2 separate regions of the Drosophila melanogaster genome follow, and region 1 is linked to region 2. The links are chromatin contacts, called in public Hi-C maps. All regions are on one chromosome and are shown on one strand. The core of a region is the stretch at or near the end of the contact, and the rest is flanking DNA. Distances in the headings are between cores, read along the strand shown.

What was found. Hi-C and Micro-C count contacts between places; a contact is called where the count stands out from the background.
Region 1: a Hi-C map of the Kc167 cell line shows a contact between it and region 2, with 1.5 times the contacts expected there. A contact is called at or near these places in 2 of 107 Hi-C or Micro-C datasets (both in the Kc167 cell line).

The regions. Positions count from the first base shown.
Region 1 is chr3L:22,406,104-22,408,803 of dm6, reverse strand. It overlaps lncRNA:CR45962 (long non-coding RNA:CR45962), which reads left to right and starts at 1,257. Exons shown (of 2, transcript NR_133305.1): 1 at 1,257-1,912. Ten-m (Tenascin major) reads left to right here and starts at 941. Exons shown (of 9, transcript NM_079491.3): 1 at 941-1,912. The coding sequence starts at 1,612.
Region 2 is chr3L:22,196,384-22,199,145 of dm6, reverse strand. lncRNA:CR45972 (long non-coding RNA:CR45972) reads right to left here and starts at 1,363. Exons shown (of 1, transcript NR_133302.1): 1 at 905-1,363. The region is part of intron 2 of olf413 (olf413,); the gene reads right to left.

The sequences.
Region 1 (2,700 bases), core at 8-2,507, 210 kb before region 2:
TGCAATTTATTCAATGCAAGCTGAAAGTTAAAAGTTTTCGGAGGTTTTGGAAAACCTAGATATTTTAGGGCAATATATAAAGAGAATATATAATATATATATAATAATAAATAATATATATTATATAATATATAATATATATAATAAAGAATAAACTAAGCTATCTTTTAAAGTTTGTACCTAATAACTTAAATACCTCCACATTTACATTGATATTTTATGGTATATGGTATATGGTATACGTATACGCACTTTTATGTAAACCGGTTAACAGTTTTGTAATAAAATTAACAGTGTCGGTGTTAGCCGCCGGTGAAGCTGTTATTACAGCGCTGTTGGCCGCCTCAGATAATCTTAACGAAACTGGCGTGCAGCACGATAGATTCGAATCCGCTGTACATCCATTTCCCCTTAGCCAAACGAAACGCACTTTTTAACCTTCAAACCAGAGATTCGATGAGTGCTCTCATTTGAGTGCTGCATACTCTTCTGGTTATAAAAAGGCTAAACATACCATTGAGAACAAATATTGATGGTAACTTAACAGAAGCACAAGAGTATTAAAAGTATATTATTATATTTCCTTGCATATCTTTTTCTATAACGCTGTCATAGACTGGAAATCTATATGATTCGGAGTGATTCTTTTGCAATTAAATTAACCTAAACTACATAAGTAGCACCTATTATTCTAGCAAAATAGCTATATTTCCAGCTAAGGCCAGACTATCAGCAAATTAGCTAAATGGACAACGCTGGTGCGCGACCGCTCTCTCTCTCACAAATCATGCGCAGTATCAGAATAAATGAGAGAGCGACGCATTTTAACTGAAAAAGAGAGAATATGAAGCATATTGTTTTTCTCTCATATTTGCAGCGACTTGCGCTCTCTAGCTCTCTCTCTCTCTCCCACAGACTCGGTTCGTCGTTCGTTTTGAGCTCATTCGTCTTTTGAAATTCGCCTCGCACGGTCGGAATTGTCGTCGCGGAAAATGTGGATATACGAAAAGTAGCGAAAACAGCGCGTTGCTTCAGTCGAAAAATATAGAAAATCGTCGGGAATCAGGCAGCGAATGATACCTGCGTCTAACGAATTCTGACATAGTTTTACGATCGTCGCGCAAACAAACACACCGCGTCAATTCAAAAACACCGTTTTTCCCGTCGCGTTCCTGTGCTCCCCATCGTGTGTGTCCCGTGTTTTCAGTGTACGACTACTGAAAAGGCCCAAGAAATATTATTGCGGCCTCGGCGGCAGATTGTGATTGAGCTGGGACCAGCAGCCCGCCCGCAGATTAACCGTCTGGAAATGGCCCAGTAGAAATGTTTTTGAGTGCAGTGCGTCCAGTGCCATCCGCAGCCGCATCCGCATCAGCAAGTGCATGAATAATCGCGAGTAGCCAAACGCATACCAAGTCTCTTCTTCCTGCTCCCGTGCGGAGTCCTCCTCCTCTTCTTCTTCTCCTGTCCGGCTGTCTGGCCAAAAGCCCCCAAGCCGCCAAGATTAAGTTCTCAAAGCAGCACGCCCATCACGCGTACCGCCACACGGACAACATCTACGACGGCGGCACGGACACGGACGACGACGAATGTCCGCTGGAGGCGACCGCCATGAATCCCTACGAGTATGAGTCGACTCTAGACTGCCGCGACGTGGGCGGCGGCCCCACTCCGGCTCACGCCCACCCACACGCCCAAGGACGTACGCTCCCCATGAGCGGCCACGGGCGGCCGACGACGGACCTCGGTCCGGTCCACGGCAGCCAGACGCTCCAGCACCAAAACCAACAGAACCTGCAGGCCGCCCAAGCCGCCGCCCAGTCGTCCCACTACGACTACGAGTACCAGCACTTGGCCCACCGTCCGCCGGACACGGCCAACAACACAGCGCAGCGGACACACGGAAGACAAGGTGAGTGAGTATGCCGACCCCAGTGGGCAGTGTGGTCAGTGGAATCAAACCGAAAGCTACAACTCCGGAATTTAGTGGCCCAAATAGAGCGTCTGGAAGTGATTTAAAAAAGTTTAGGATGTGCGGAAATACTTTACAATGCATAAATTGGATTAAATGAATTTGTAACTTAAATTATGTTTGGAAATCAGTGAAAAATATAAAAGCGTTTCTGATAAGAGTACCATGCTGCTTAAACATACTGAGATCCGTTTTCCATCGCTTTCGTATACATCACCGAATTCTTTGACAGACGTGCCTAAATCAAATGAGCTAATTGATATCAATATTTTAAGAAAATGGAGAACATTTGGTTATTAGCTACGTACGTTGAGAGAGGATAGACTGGTTCTAAAACCATTCATTGCTACTTGGCATTTGTGTATTTTTAGTATTAGTCAAAAAGTTAAAAGCAAATTATGTATGTGCAAAAGGATTCCAATGTTTCTCAAACGCAATTCAAGTGAGCTACCGTGTCATCTGCTAGTTACAGAAATTATTCCTTTTTTCGGTGACAAAATCGTGCGGGTTGCGAATTCCAGCAAGTTGCGACAAGTTTGAACAAATTACGCCCCTTATCGGCGAATGCGGCCAAACATTTTGCCTAAATTAAACAAATTAAGGCGGCAGTCCCAATGGGAGTGGGATTTGGACTTCGCCTGACATTGAGCCCGCTCTTGTTTCGCATTTCATAATTTCCCTTTTTCCGACTGAGCGCGTTTTTTCACGATTTGTCTGATTAATAAAGC
Region 2 (2,762 bases), core at 114-2,613:
TTATGACACTCCATTTGTCAAGCGAATGAACGACGGCTGGGCTGGATGAGACGAAGCGAACCAAACGGAATGGGTGGAAGTGAAATGAAATGAAAGTGTGTGAAACCGAGAGCCGGAATTGAGGGATTGGCATCGAGATGTGTGTCCTGGGTGTCCTAGGATGCTCCGGCTCCTTTCCCGGTTCGCCTGACTCTGCGAATTCAATTGCGCTTCGCAATACAATCCCCAATCCCCAATACCAATCTCCAATCCTGAAACCCTGACAGCATCCATCCCCTCATTCCCACCAGCCTCGCTTCGTCTTTCCCAACTGACAGAAGTGTGTTTTGTTTGAAAAATTTTGAATTTCGCCGCTGACTTGGAATCGCCTGACATTGACGTTTATTAAGCGTTTTTGACACTTTCCGTGCCACCAGAGAGTTATCTCAGAAAAATGAACTTGCACTCGTCCCTCAATGAAAGTGCCCCTGCCCTTCGGCTCACCACTTAACCACTCAATGTCAGTCGCATATTGGGGATTGCCGGCGACATTCGTATTATACGCCTCGGAACATTTTCGGCTATTTAATATTTGTGCAAAAATTTTATTTTAATGAGCAAATGGTGTCTCGCCTCCCGTATATTTTCCAAGCACACACACACACATGTGCACCCTTTGTGGCAGCTGCTTCTTTTTTGGGATTCTTTTTTGTTTGTGACTTGGTTTGATAAGCTGTCAACCCTGAGGGTCGATTTTAAAGGGCGAATTTGATGAATATATACCATAGGGACGACGGGAATTTCACTTTAATAAATTTACATTGAACGAAAGAGTGGCCCTTTAAATTCAAAACAACTAAGATTTGAGATAGAAATCTCGCGTAAATTCCCGCCATTTTCATTTGACCAACAGCTCACGTATTTTATGGCCTCCTTTTTTTGAGAAAACAAAATGGCTCATTTCCGAAAAAAATGTACAGGAAAATCCTTTTTCTAATTACTGGTCCACTTGCGTTCTCCCTTTTCTGTCCAGTTTAGCCGGCCCGTCCCTTCCGTTTCGTCTATTATTAAGGCCATAAATCCATGATCGCTTTGATATGAGCCTCGTCCCCTCCGTTTTTATTTCGCTCCACAGCAAATGCCCTCAAAAACGTGCCGGGATGCCTGGAGCCCTTCGGCTTGTTTCCAATTCGAGAGGGAAACGGGCGAGGTCGGGGTAACGAAGATAAAAAATGTAAATATCATTGTTTGCGTCATAGTCCAGGGGAGCTGTTCCGCCGGTGGGGGTTGGGGCAGTAATGGGTGGTGGGTGCCCGGCAGCCAAGCGGCGAATGCTGAAAAAAGGTTAACAACGACATTGGCATTGTTTTCACTGCCGGGGAGCAACTCGGAAAACACGTTTTTTATATCCTCTCCCCGTTTCTCTGATTTTTGACAAGTTTGCAAAAGGTTTTCCCCTGCGGACCCCAGGGAATGAACACCTTATCACCAACTTATTGCATCCGCCGGCAACAATTTCGAGTGTCTCGGCCTGGTTTGTGTGCGTGTATACAGAACTGTAGGGATGTGTGTGTGGCTGTGTGAGGAATGGAAAACGCTTTCCCCGGTGTCCCACACACACACCGAGATGCCAAGGGTTTCTCCAAACACTTTGTGCTGTTGGTTCTTGTGCCTGGCGGCGGATACGTAAAACGTTTTAATTACATTTGTATGTTAAAACTTCAATTGACGCAGGCATCGCCGGGCGCCCAAAGCCAACTCTGCCCCTTCGAACCCTGGATAACACTGGAAAACCCTAGGATAACCCAACACCCCAACCCTCCGGAATTCGCTCTGCCGCTCAAACATTTCGTTGCCTCAAACGCTTTTGAACTTTAAACCGGGCTCGGAGGGGGTATAAAGTGTTTATGTGGGTGTGTCTGAGTGGCGATTAGGATATAACTAGATTCCACTTGCAGGAGAGTTTTCTGATGAAGTTAAATGGCAATTTAGACATTTGAAATTTACCTTGTAGCTGTTGGACTGTGCGATTGTGCGTCTCCACGAATGTAAACAAACAAAATTAATGTCAAAAGTCAAATTAATTGTATACGTAATTGACAAATTTGCGATTCGTAGAATATTGAATAAAGTTTCCCATTAAAATGCAAAGGGTTTAAATTCACTGATTAAAATGAAGTTCGTATTACTTATTTACTTATGTGTTTTTATTGTATTTCATACGTTTTCTGCTAAGACTATTCTTAACGTCGATGAATATTAATTATTCATCACAAAAGTAAAAACAAAACGTAAGCCAAATTTAGATTTCCCGACAACGCAACCAAATCCCTTTTGTACAGGAGACTCACGTCAGTGAATAGATTTTCTGTTCGCTCAGGGCTTCCTATTTATTTTGTCTAAACCCCAATTTAATTTAACTAAACTGTCAAATCAAAAGCTCAGGCCTAGCACAAACACCCTAAAAGCACCAAGATGGGGAGCTAACCAGGCGGCCAAAGTCAAAGTGGGAATGGGGAGACCTCAGTCGGGTCCTTAGCCGTAGGATCCTCGGTCCCTCGAGGAGGGAAAGCCAAGGAAAGCTTAGAGCAGATGTGGAAGCGGAAATGGAAGTAAAGGGAAGGCTGTCAACCTAAGCGGCTAACACTTGTGTGTGTCAATTTTATTTGATGAAAACACAAACACAAGCGGAGAGCAGATAAGGCGAGATAGGGGAAGCTGGCTTGTTGCTATTTGTAGAGAGTCCTGATTGCTGTTGCAGGCCAGGCCGACCAGGGCATGTG